2 separate regions of the Mus musculus genome follow, and region 2 is linked to region 1. The links are chromatin contacts, called in public HiChIP or PLAC-seq maps. All regions are on one chromosome and are shown on one strand. The core of a region is the stretch at or near the end of the contact, and the rest is flanking DNA. Distances in the headings are between cores, read along the strand shown. Region 1 holds the start of Norad (non-coding RNA activated by DNA damage). Region 2 overlaps Epb41l1 (erythrocyte membrane protein band 4.1 like 1).

The links. HiChIP or PLAC-seq counts read pairs in DNA pulled down with a chosen protein or histone mark.
Region 2: a contact with region 1 is called in an H3K27ac HiChIP or PLAC-seq map of embryonic stem cells, with 38 read pairs. The contact joins the enhancer-like site here to the promoter of Norad in region 1. A contact is called at or near these places in 5 of 39 promoter capture datasets (embryonic stem cells, hippocampal neurons, maxillary cranial neural crest and 2 more), 1 of 15 datasets of contacts at CTCF or cohesin (the NIH/3T3 cell line), 29 of 484 Hi-C or Micro-C datasets (the C2C12 cell line, the N1E-115 cell line, astrocytes and 13 more), 6 of 115 datasets of contacts at active chromatin or transcription factors (cardiomyocytes, embryonic stem cells, hepatocytes and 2 more) and 1 of 9 other capture datasets (embryonic stem cells).

Annotation. Positions count from the first base shown.
Region 1 is chr2:156,390,606-156,397,266 of GRCm38.p6, forward strand. Norad (non-coding RNA activated by DNA damage) reads right to left here and starts at 2,374. Exons shown (of 1, transcript NR_024329.1): 1 at 1-2,374. The region is part of intron 2 of Gm14170 (a long non-coding RNA gene); the gene reads right to left.
Region 2 is chr2:156,445,819-156,452,479 of GRCm38.p6, forward strand. All of the region lies in intron 2 of Epb41l1 (erythrocyte membrane protein band 4.1 like 1), which reads left to right. Among named protein-coding and RNA genes, the nearest start is that of Epb41l1, 28 kb to the left of the region's middle. Within about 2 kb of position 2,678, at least 78 of the 459 cell types and tissues checked have an H3K27ac peak or open chromatin away from gene starts, as enhancers often do. A contact at or near this core is called in colorectal tumor organoids, differentiating embryonic stem cells, embryonic stem cells and 5 more, where this site is marked.

The DNA.
Region 1 (6,661 bases), core at 1,124-3,623:
ACAAATGGAATCTTTTTGCAGTTCCTTCCCTCCCACCTCCTTGATCCACTGAACAAGCACAGCCGGTACACTGTTCTCAGAGGCGGGCTAACAATTCTACTTCTACACACAGCATTTCTCCAGTTTAAAAAAACTATATACACAAAATATTATTCTATTACCTGTACCTTTAAATGTATCAAGCACTTTCAGATATCTAAAAGACTAGATGTTTCATGTAAGAACTTATCTGCTATTGACATGGCACTGGTAAATAAAACTGTATGCAAAGCAATGGTTATTATCTGAGGTATCTTCTAAACATAACCATTTGGGCTTCGACCCACTTTCTTCTCCCTTCAAACCAATAGACAAATATAGGTATGTGTAATGCTTAGATACAGCTGAGCAAATCCTATCCCCAAGCCATTTACAGAACAAAATTTTCTATGAATTTTAACGGTGTACACTATGTGCTAAATTTACTACTTTGTCATACATTGGCAACCTCTTTAACATCTAGAGTCTAGATGTTGAAAATTTAGACATATTTGTCCATTATATACAGTATACACACAGCAAAACAAAATGCAAGAATATAAAAATGGCATCTGAAAAGGTCCCATATACACACACACTACATGGCCGTTGTCACTGCCTCCCAACACCTCCTCCAAACCCCGGAGCAAGTAAAGACAGTACTGCTCAGAGGGCTCATCACCCCACTCCCCAAAGACAACGACTCATGAGTGTTTGCAAAAAGATATTTACAAAGTGATATTTCACTACCTCTACATTTAACATACGTTGGGCACTTCTAAACATCTAGATAGACCAGATGTTTCAAGTAAGGACTGTTGTCCACTATATACACAGCAGTCAGTAAATGGCACACGTAACAAGAGTAATTACAACTTTAACACAAAATGTAAAAAAAAAAAAAAAAAAAAGTGTTGTTCTACTAACTCTACTTTGTCATACACTGGCAACCTCTTTAACATCTAGAGTGACTAGATGTTGTAAATTAGGACCCCTTTGTCCTTTACATACACTATGTACAAAGAAAAGCCAAACAAAATGGGATAGTGGGAGATAGTGGTTCCTTTCCACTCACGGACCACAGTAGCTTAGAGCTCTGGATTTCCTTCTGGGAACCAGGGCACAAACACAATGCGGTCAACTCAGGAGAGGTTTGGCTTTTCTTCTCCAAACAATAATTCAAATGAATCCTAACAAAAAGGTATTTACAGCATGTTTACTACTTATAAAATATGGCAGGCACTTCAGAGCAGCTAGAAAGACATTACCCCCAAAACCTGGCATTTTCAAACACACTCAAATACACACACACAGGCACACACGCAAACATGGTGTGGGGGGTAAGAAATGAGGACTAAAATGCATACACAATACAATAGGATAAAAAAGAGAGACACGTCTTCTTCACACGACCAATCTGGCTCCGGGCCTCTTCTTCCTCCTGCTGGATCCTCTAAGGTACTGAACAAACAGGGACGAGTGTCGCTCCTGGGTCTTTCTAGAGGCGGCCTAAACAATTCCATTTCAAAATCACTTGCAGAAGACGTGTCCACGATCTTCTTTTTATGGCGACTGGGTATTCACGTCATCTCCTACCTCTCCTTTACCCTGCGTCGGCAATCTCTACAGTTAGACGTCCAGATTTAGCCAGAAGTCTAAAAAGGGTCGGGGGAAAGGTTGAGAGCAGCTTTTTCATATTATATACACAGGACTTCTACGGCGACAGCGTTTCCGAATGGCCGCCTGCGGTTGTCGCGTCTCGGCTTCTCTCGGGTGGAGGGAAGACCCGCGGCCCAAGAATCGATCGTTCCTCTCGCCGTGATTCGGGGCCCCGCTCACCTTCGTCCAGGCCCATCGAGGCCTCGGTTCATCCAGGTCTGCGTGCTCGGCCACGGGTGGGCCTCCCGTCCCGAGCCGGCGATGGCAGAGTGTTCTTGCTCAGACCCGCCGCCTTAGGCCGCAGAAGCCCCGAAGGCCCAGCCTTGGCCTTCAGGTGGATGCCATTCTTCCCGTCATGCCACGCTCGCCGCCACTTTCGAGGCGTCCTCGAAGGCCTGGCTGGGACTCCTCGGTGGGCCCGGCCCTGGAGAGAGGGCGCCGGTGGAGTCGGGGAGGCCGCCGCCATGCAGGCGCATCGTTGGCAGGGCAAGAGTCGCTGCGGAATGGCCGCGTGGCCTAGCCGGTGGCTGCCTCGAGGGCGAGGGCTCCTGGCGTCCGCAGAGTAGGGACCGAGGCTGCTCCCGGGCCCCTCGGGCTCACCCGGCGCGGGCCGAGGCCGTGAGGGGCCCGGGGCGAAGAAGGCCACACTCCCGAGCTCGCTGCGCTCTCTGCCGGAACTGACTTGGCAATTCTTCTCGCCCAGGCTGGAGCGGCACCGGAAGCCCGCAAAAACACCACCGGAGAGCTAACGTTTCCCCAACTGCAAGGTTCCGGCCGGGAGCGGGGGGGGGGGGGGGGGGGGGGAGCCTGGGGTTGGGGGCGGGGGTCTTTTTTTCTTTAAGTCTCTTTACATCTTTTGTAGAGACTAGAAGGCCAAGGGGAGAATAAAAGGCCAAAAGTGAAAAAGAAAAAAAGAAAAAGCCCACACTAGCAGTCCCAGCAATTTGTGATACATTATAAAAATAATTATAGGCAAACGCCTAAGGGCCTGAAGTACTACACTAGTCTCACTAGAAGTGGTGTTATAAACTAATTACCTAGTAAGATAGTGAACTGCTTGCCTCTTATCTACTCAAATACAACCCCATAGAATTTATTATTCCATGAGGCTAAGAAGGCAAATCGGACCCCTCCCCCCACATCACCCCTCTCACAGTTTCTGTCCACGGTGGTGTGTGTGTGTGTGCGTGTGTCTGTCTGTCTGCCTGCCTGTCTGTTTCTGTCTATCTGTGTCTGTGTAAAAGTTTTAGATGCCCTGGAACTGGAATTATAGACAGCTGAGCTGAGCCATCTCTCCAGTCCCCTGGAACAAAGTCTTGAAGGAGGCAAGGGATAACATAGTCTCACAGAGTGTGTGTAAAGAGCCTCCCTAACAGAAGAGAACAGCAAACAGTTAACAGGCTATGAAATGGACCACATAGGCCTTACCTGCTCCACAAAGAGCTAAGGCCAGGGAAGAGAGGAGGGTTGGATCTGGTCAATGAATACAAGACAGAAATGAGAGCCACTGAAGGGCTTTGAGATGTGCCATGAAAGTCAGCGGAATCAGGGACAAGGTCAGAGATGAGAGCCCTTACAGCAGATGGTGACGTATGGTATACAGTAGTTCTCCTGACCCTGGGTTCCCTTTTTCGTTTCAGCTACCCAGAGGTGAACTGCTTCCCAGAAACACTAAGTGGATAATTTCCCAAATAGTCACTGTGTACGTTTTACATTGCCCATAGTCCATGATGCCCCATACCATCCTTCCAGGATGTAATGTGTGCTGTTGTTTACTGCTTCCACTCACTGGTCAGTTAGTCACTCTCTCAGTTATCCGACTGACTATGATCAAACCACACAGCAAGTTCCAGGTTGGCCAAGGCTGTGTAATAAGCACTCTTCTGCCCCACAAAACATGCCAATGGCAACACTATCCTTGGGCCTGGAGAGATGGCTCAGCAGTTAGTGCTTGCTCTATCAGTGGACTAGAGTTTGGATCCCAGCACCTACATCAGGAAGCACAAGATGCCTGTAACTATAAGGAATCCAAAGCCCCTTTAGCTTCTGTTAAAACGCACACTCACATACGCACACGCACGAAAACACAAACACACATGTGGGCTGGAGAGATGGCTCAGCAGTTAAGAGCACTGTCTGTTCTTCCAAAGGTCTTGAGTTCAATCCCCAGCTACCACAGGGTGGCTCACAACCATCTATAAATGGGATCTGATGCCCTCTTCTGGCATACAGGTGTACATGCAGATAGAGCACTCATACATAAAATAAACAAATTTTTAAAAAAAGACAGAATAAAATGTCATAAAATCATTTTTTATTTAATTATGGTTCCAAAGTACAATGCTATAGTGGTTTTAGCAAATTGGACATCACAAAAAAAGCTATGAAGTGCTTCCTTCAGTGAAAAAGATGAACTTTTCTATTTAGTAAGGAAAGAAAAAAACGTGTATGTTGAGAATGATGAGCTCTATAGTAAGTATAGCCCTCCCTGACAACTGTGCTGAGGGTGGAGCCCACAGCCATGGGCATGCTTAGGATTTGCTCTGCCACTGAGCCACCTCTAGCCTAAGCTTACGACTCTTGATGTAAACACACACAGGATCCCAGTCAGAAAGGCCTTTCTGATGAGAAGCTGCAAGAAGACCACAGACTCTTGTCTACGGTAGATGACCAAGGGCCTGAGACAGGGGAATGACTGGAGGGCTAGAAAACTGAAGCAAAGGTCTCTAGCATTGCAAAAGAAGTGCCTGCCAGACTTAGCACCTGCAGAGCAGGAGTGATCCCATGGGGGAGGGTTTCAGACATGAAGGAGGGCTGGGCGGATAAGTGGGCACAGTGACATATCAAGGAATCAGCCATTGTGGTCCCTTTACTGCACTCTGGCTTCCCCCACAGCCAAGCTAGCTGGTATTCCTGGCACCCAGAGACAGCAGTGATACACATTTCCCGCTTTCTTTCAGTGATGATTTCTTAAACAATTTATTTTTATGCACTTTATATGCATTGGTGTTTTACCTGCATGCACGTCTGTGTGAGGGTGTTGTATCCCCTGGAACAGGAGTTACAGACAGGAGCTGCCATGTAGGTGCTGGAAATTAAACCTGGGTCCTCTTAAAGAACAGCCTTAATTGTTAAGCCATCTCTCCAGCCACTTTGTTGATTCTTTTAGACAGGATCTCATCACTATATTGTCCTGGCTAGCCAGGAACTCACTATGTAAACCAGACCGACTTTGAACTCACAGAGATCTACTCGAGGCTGTCTCCCAAGTGCCGGGCTTGTGCTAACACACACCCAGCAGGGCTTCATATGCAGATGTATTCATTGGGCATGTACTCTGGGCCAGGCACCTTAATAACTGAAGACTTTATTTTTGTTGTCTTACTTGATTTGCAAAGCAATCCTGTGAGGTATGTTGTATTACTCTCCTTACAGATAGGGGGCTATGTAATCTGTCTAGTTCTCAGGAAAAGCCTGTAGTTTAATCCAGGTCACCTGACCCCAGAACTCCCTGGAGCACTACAGAAGATTCTAAGGCCTGAGCAGACACTTGCACACAGAAACTCACAGCTTAGACTCGGAGCAGGCAAGCTAAGAAAAGCCTTTGAAGGACTTTCTATCTTGGGCCAGGCTAGAGATAATGGGATGCAGAATTCTGCTCAATTGGGAGGCAGCTTCTGGGCTAAATCTAAATGGTGCCGTTCAATTCTGAATATCAAGGCTGGGGTGCGTAAGTCCAGAAACTCTAAACAAGAATCTGAGGTCAAAGGTGAGCCAGTTCTATCCACCCTGTCCTTGTGGCTATCTCACATTAAGGATAACATGGGAGAAAAGGTACCAAACAAATGTAGTGAATGTTGCTAACACTTCTCCTTGGAAGCCATCACATGTCAGCCCTGTGACACACAGTAGTGTTTATTAGGGCAAAAGCTCTAAGCTCATTAGCAGGAAAGAGTGCTGAGCGTCAAGCCACCCACACATCTTGCCAGAGAAAGAAACAGTGAAGCCTTCCCTGGGCCTAGACATGCAATACCCACCTCCTTATCAACAGATCTGCACCCAGGCAGATCTGATTGGCAGTTGTGTGGAGGTGTCCGCCAACAACCTGATCATAACCCTCACTAGATCACTGCTTGAGTTTAGGAGTCTAATCTGTTCTAGCCCAGAATTTCTCCAGCTTCCATCATCCCCCAAACCAGCTCAACAGTGTCTTCCATGCCTATGTGCCACAGTGTTTTAGTCCCTTTAGGCTGTTATGAGCAAATATCATCAATTCTGTGTCTTTTATTTATTTTTTAAATTTTATTATTGTTTTTTTAAATTCTGTGTCTTATAATCACTGGAATTTGGCCAGGCATGATGGCATATGACTTAATCCCAGCACTTGGGAGACAGACCTGGTGGATCTCTATAGGGTGTATACCAGCCTGGTCTACATGAAGAGTTCCAGGACAGCCAGGGCTATGTAGAGAGACCCTGCCCCCAAACAAACAAATGACACCCCCCATGCAACAGTAGAAACCTACTCCTTACAGTTCTAGAAGCCCAGGTGTCTGGGATCAGGGAGTCAGTAGATTTGGTATCTTGTGAGGATTTGACTTCTGGTTCACAGATGGAGTCTTCAAGATTCTGTCTCACATGGTAGAAGGGGTCAAGAGTCTCTCTAGAGTCCCTTTTATAAGGACATTAATCCCACTCACAAAAGTTCTAGCCTCAAGACCCAATTGCCTCTAAGACCTTGAGCAGGGAGAGTTAGCTTTCACGTTTAAATTTGTAGGGTTCCCATTACCCACCTATACTTAGAATCCCCTTGTCCCTGTGAAGTCACGGTTGAAATGCTAGTCATATTTTCCATATTTTCCTAACATACACTGAAATAAATATATACTCCTCTCTCTCCTCTTTCTCTCTCTCTCTCTCTCTCTCTCTCTCCTCTCTCCTAACTCTCCTCTCTCTCTCCCCCTCCCTCCCTCTTTCTCTCTTT
Region 2 (6,661 bases), core at 1,428-3,927, 56 kb after region 1:
GTTCTAATCTTCTGGCTCCTTCTCATTTTCTGGCTTGTCCTGTCTTCATCTGTGTCTAGCTTGTTCTCTCTCTGTAACCTGTCTCTGTACAACTGTCCCAGTAAAGCTGCTCTCTCTCTGTCTCTCTGTCTCTCAACCGCTCCTTCTTATGTTGGCTCTCTTTGCTCAATACTATGCCTGGCACATAGTAGGTGATTTATACTACTGAGTAGTTAGAACCATGATGGTGATTGATATTTAGATATTGAGATCTGGTGGGGCCATCGAGGCCAGTGATGGTCGTGTTAGTGTTGGTAGTTTCATATGTGTTTGGCACTTGGCAGTTCACAGATCATGTGTCTCTCCATCACAGTACATGCGCTTCTGAAGAGTCGTTAAGGGAAACAGGAGGCGGCAGCAGCTCCCTTGTGCAGAGGGTTAGGCCAATAGCTCCTCATGCTTTCAGCTCGGGTCTCCCTGCCTTGAAAGCTTGATACTCACATACCAGAAGTGCACACTGGCCTGAAGTCCGTGTGTTCAGAGTGGTTGCAGCAACCAGCTCTCCTGCATCTTGAGAGCGCTGAGCCCACAGTGTCTCTGTTTGTTCCATAGCCAGGTAGCTTTCAACACCTAGATTCCCATTTTCTTTTTCTTATCTATTTCCTGCTTTCCCACTCCGAACTCCATGGTTGTGCCTCAGAAAGGACCCTGTCCCCGGCTGCTTCTTGGCTGAGCTTTAAGCCACTTGCCCGTTCCTTGGGCTTTCACCACACACGAGGAGTGTCCTGTATGCTGGAGTGCAGGAAGCGAGCGAATGAGTAAACACATGCTGTGTTTATGTCCCCAGGAGTCAAGTACTGGCCTGGTAGCTCTGGGTGCTGGTTTTAAGGTGAGGCTCTTGGGGGTGAAGTCTCCTCCCCTGTGAATGGCGCATGCCTACCTGTGCCTAGGAAAGATCCCGGAGAGCCTGCTTGTTCTTCTGTCATGTGGGGACATGCTGGAAGGTGCCAGAAAGTAGAGTCCTTAGCAGACACTACATCTGCTGCCACCTTGATCTCAGACATCCTAGCCTTTGGAAGCGTGAGGCACAAAGCCAGCTGTTGATGGTATTTTTGTACAGCAGTAACCCTCAGGGACTGGCAGGGCCTGGGTAGTGACATGAATAGAGCTTTCTTCCAGTCTCTGGAATTTCCGGGGATAGTGAGGAAGGGGTCTCTTGGTTCCTTGGTGTGAAGAGTGATTTTTGAATTTGTAAAAATACCTCTCCTGTAAAAGTTGGGGTGTTCTGGGAAGTCAGTCTTATGTGGGGTCCTATCTCTGCCATGGTCTTGCTGTGTGACCTTAGACTAGTCCATGCTTGTCTCTGGTCTTCTCTTCATTTGCCATGTGAGGATTTGGGTTGAGAGAGGAGACAGTCCCTTCACATCTGTGAGACACACAGGCTCACAGGAGCCCAGCCTTTTAATGAAGCCTTTCTTGCCTACCAGGAGTTTCTTGGTCCCACGGGGTCTAAGGGTGGTTCCTGTCATTTTGCCACCTTCCCTGCCTTCTGTCTTATTTCTCAGACCTACCTCTGGTTTCTTGCATAGTGACACAGCTAGACAGAAGGCCGTCTGTCCCCACCAGGAGGGGAGGGACGTGGAGAGTGGCCCTGGTTAATCCTGATTCACTGCATTCCAGGGATAGAAAGCTGAGAGAACCAACCTGACCCCAGGCGGTGAAGAGACCTCTGGGCTGGGCTGGCAGGTTGGGAGGAGCCTCTCTGTCCTCTCTTTCCGGTCCCAGATTCTTGCTGTCTGCTGCCTTGCCTGCTCCTGCAGCTTTGGGCTCTGCCACCGTTTGGCGCTGACACCTGGACTGGTTTGGCAGGTTTTGCCACACCCGTGAGCAATAGGAGGTTGTGGCTGGGGCAGGCCAGGCCAGAGGAAGCTGCCCTGCCCTTGACCCCCCGCCCAAATCCCAACCTCCCCTCAGCTACCTTCTCCACCTGGGCTGGGCACTTCCTCAGCCTGGTCACTGTGGGTAAATCTAGTCTTTTCTTGGACGTAAGTCTCTTCGTTTGTGAGGCTCTGGCCTCAGTGATCTCCAGTCATACTCTGCTTATTCTAGCTAAAGCTTTACCATGTCTCTCTGTGAAATGTTGATGGTCCTAGGTTCTCAATAAGACAAAAAAAAAAAAAAAAAAAAAAAGACTTCACTTCTCACTGGCTTCCCGCAGAATGTAGGATTAGCTAATGTCCTAGTGAGTACCAAGTGTCTTTGGGAAGTAGCTTCCTTTAGTCCTGTGGCCCTCTCAAAATAGTTGTGTGCAGGGTGGGAGGGCTTCCCCTAGGCCCCTCCCCTAATCAGTTACACAGCTCATGGTTGGTGAGAGCCAGACTTTCTGAGCATCTCCATGGGTGCCAGGTCCTGATCTGTAGTCAACAAAGTTTAGGGGGGAAGGGGGTGGGGGAGGGGAAGAGCAGTTTATCACTGCTGCAGCCCCCAAGAAAGCTGGGCCCCCTCTCTGGACCATAGTTTCTCTCTCTGACAAGGCAGGAATATACAGATTGCCTCTCCTGTCCTCAGAGAATTTGGGTTTTGACAATGTACAGCTTGGAAGAAGGAATAGGAATGAGAAGAAGGTATTCCTGGCCGGCCCTGGAACGAGGAGGCCGTTACACAGAGGAGGAAACAGAAACTGATGTTTACCCAGCATTCCCTCTGAGCTGGTACCACACCTCAGGACCTTTTTATAGGTTATTCCCCTCACTTAGAAGTCTTGCTCTGTCCCTGTTTGTTAGTTGAAACAGGGTTTCTCTGTGTTGCCCTAGCTGTCCTGGAACTCTTCTGTAGACCAGGCTGGCCCTCCACTCAGTCAGAGATCTGTCTGCTTTTGTGAAGTGCTGAGATTAAAGGCGTGTGTCACCAGGCCTGACTGCTTCTTCCAGTTCTTTATAGCCCCTTACCTTTTATGTCTCAGCATATTTAATTCCCTCATCCCACCCACCCCAGCAACTCTCCTATTTATGAGAAAGCTATTGTTATATAGCTCAGGTTAGCCTTGAATTCATGACCTCTGTCCAGACTTGGGGTTGCAGACATAAGCCACCACATCTCCCACATCTTTCTCCCCACATCTCCCTCCCTTGCTCATCACAATTCGTGGTTGGTTTTTTATTTCAAATATTTCATGTCTATTCTCACTTCTACACTGCAGAGCACAGAGAGGCAGTAAGTGGAGGGATGAGAGAGTTCTGGTGGGTGCTTGGCTCACGGCATCCCTCTTAGTAGGTGCTTGGTAAATGGTGGCTTCTAGAGTGAATTAACATGGAAGTAAGTTAATGCCCACTTGTGCATTGGGTGAGGATGCAGCAGCAGCTGCAGTTGGAAAGCCAAGCTAGCAATGGAGCCTTGTGGTCCCTGATGCCCAGCTGTGGTTTAGATGATCGGAAGGTCAGTGCCCAGAAATCATTGCTGATGGGACTGGAGAGATGGCTCAGCAATTAAGAACACTTGCTGTTCTTCCAGAGGACCTGGGTTCAGTTCCCAGCATCCATATGGCAGCTCCCAACCATCTGTAACTCCAGTTCCAGGAATCCAGTGCCTTCTTGTGACCTCTGTGGGCATCAGGACACACATACCAGCAAAATACTCATGCGCATAAAATAAAAAGAGATAAATATTTAAAAAGACACCATTTAGCATATTTACTTGTGTATTTTCTGTTTTTGAGTGATCTGTTTGCATACATGCCTGCATGACAAAAGAGGGCAAAACATCCCATTACTGATGGTTGTGAGCCATCATGGGAGTGCTGGGAATTGAACTGGGGACCTTGGAAGAGCAGCCAGAGCACTTAACCACTGAGCCATCTCTCCAGCAAGTTGTCCCCTGGACAACTCTCTTGAAAGCCTAGGTACAGCCACTTCTTGTTCAGAGAGTCCACGCTTGCCATGGTGTGGGCTAGATAAAGGTCAACCTAGAGTGGACCAGGCTAGACCTTTGCTGACAGGGCCTTGCCAGCCCAGGAGAACTCAGTGGGACATATGCTGTTCTTTCTGGTTTCATTAGTTCCCGCAGTGTTCTTGAGGAGCAGGGGACAAGGCTGCCTAAGAGTCTGATGTTTTTGTTTTTGTTTTTATATCTTCTCTGCGAATGGCCTGTGTGGCATCTGCTGGGTTCATTCACAGCGCTGAATTTGTTTCTTTGTCTATAAGCAGGTTGGAGTTGGTGTCTGCCTCCTAGGAGTCTGAATAAAGGCTGGAGAGGTAATGCAGAGGAGGCTGAGCGGTAACTGTGCTCGTTCAGGATAAGCTGGGATCTTTCATTGAGCCATAGCTCATTCAGAAAGACCTCCCTCCCCGCCCCCCCAAAAAGAGTGCCTGTGTTAGGATCAGTATTGCTGTAATGAAACACCATGACCAAAAGCAACTTGAAGAGGAAAGAGTTTATTTCACTCACAGTTCCATATAATAGTTCGTCATCAAAAGTATCGAGGGCAGAAACCCAAGTAGGGCAGGAACCTGGAGGCAGCAGCTGATGCTGAGACCATGGAGGGGTGCTGCTTACTGGCTTGCTCCCCATGGTTTGCGCAGCCTGCTGTCTTATAGAACCCAGGGAAGGCATGACCCACAATGGGCTGGGCCCTCCCCCATTGATCACTAAGAAAATACCTTACAGCTGAATCTTATGGAGGCATTTTCTTAAGGATTCCATCCTTCAGATAACTCCAGCTTGTTTCAAGTTGACATAAAACTAGCCAGGACAGAGAGCTAGCCGTGGATGCAAAGGAGGCCGTGGGTGAAGGGCCTTAAACAGGAGGAGGGTCTAGAGAGGTCTGAGTTTGCAAGGCATGCTGGGGGCAAAAAGGAGGAAAGGGCAATAGCAAGGGGGAGGTATAGGGGAGAGGGTGCAGGGGAAGGGATGCAGGGGTTGTGTACACCCTGGGCTAGGAGCTAGGACTCTGAGGAGGATCCTGCAGGACATTGGGTTCGGAATGAGGTGAACGGCTTTCCGGCAAGTGATGGGCAGGGCTGAGGACAGGACTCAGGTGGACAGTGGTGGGCTGTTGGCACTGGGTTAACCTCAGGTATATGAAAGTAGAAAAGAGGAGGCACTTTAAGAAGAATGTGAGGAAGAGTGGATGAGTAAGGAAGCAGCTATGTGGGGGAAGGGAGGAGAGGAAGAAACCTGGGTAGGGGAACAACTGGGTTCCTGATGTCTGGACATGCTCACCTTGATGTCTGATTTGAATTTCCTGGCCGAGATGTTTCATGACAAACCCTGAGTTATTTTGTTAATTTAAATTTTATTCTATTACTTTATGTGTATGATTGTATGTGTGTTTACCATGTGCATGCCTGGTGCCAGGGAGGCCAGAAGAGGGCATTGGAGGCTCTAAAACTACAACTGCACAGGGCTGTGAGCTGCCATGTGGGTGCTGGGGGTCACATCCAGCTCCTCTGGAAGAGTGGCCAGTGCTCTTAACCTCGGAGCCATCTCCCCAGCCTTCATGTTTGTTGAGGCACCATATTAGGTAGCCAAGGTTGGCCTTGAACTTTCTGGGAAGCCAAAGTGACCTTGAACTCTTCTTGGTCCTGCAGTCTCCAGCTCCCAGGTTCATTTTACAGGCGTGGGCCACCCTGCTTGACTTTGTTCTGGCTCCGGATGTGGAAAATCCCCGAGTGACTGACTCCTCCTCTGGAGTCAAGCGAGCCCTCCATGGAGACACTGCACACGGCCTGGAGACCTGGCAAGGGGAGCAAAGGCCATTTGGCTTGTAGGTGGCAGTGCTGGGACTCTATCTGGAAACTGGTTTTCAGAATCCATCTGTTCTCTTCAACGTGTGCAGAGGCGATTCCCTTTAGCAGAATGCTTTGTGTGTTCCAGAGCTCTGGGTGGGGCTGGGCAACTTTTCAAAGGTGGTTGGTGTGAGGCAGGCACCTGCCCACTTCCTTTCTTGCTGTTTATTTATTTAAAATTTCTTGGTTTTCCAAGACAGGGTTTCTCTGTGTAGCCCTGGCTGTCCTGGAGCTCACTCTGTAGACCAGGCTGGCCCTGAACTCACAGAGATCTACCTGCTTTTGTCTCCTGACTGCTGGGGTTAAAGGTGTGCACCACCACCAGCTTTCCTTTTGCTTTATGGTGGGTGTGGGCTAGCAACCGTAGGTCACAGATGCTCCTCAAGGACAGTCGGGGTGGGGACGGCAGTGGGAGCTTAAGAGAAAGGGGAGGGCGCTTGCTCAGATCCAGGTGGGCATCCATCGGCACTGAAGCTGCCTTGGAAAAGAAGGCCTAGGTGATGAACTGATGGAAGGATAGCCCCAGCCCCAGGCCCACCCTAAGCAACAACTTAGTTGTCAGTGGATTCTGAAAGATGGAAGAGGAGTCACCACTGTTGGGAGCGTCTTTGGCCCGTTGGTCCCCCGCTCCTGGGGATGGACCTGGATGAACCAGAGTTCAGGAGTTAGAATGAAAAGCGCTCATCCAGGCTCCTGCTTCTGAGATCTGGTTGGGTGGAATCCAGTCCACATCCCTCTTCCAGCTGCTTGCTGCTGAGGAGAGAGGCTTTTGTATGTGTTGCCAGGGGAACCAAAGTTTCTTCCTCCTTCAGAGCCCCGATTGGCTGCTCGTGGAGCTTGAACATTGGTGAATGGAAGGGCCTTCCTCCTTCCCACACCTTGCACAGAGCAGAGGTCAT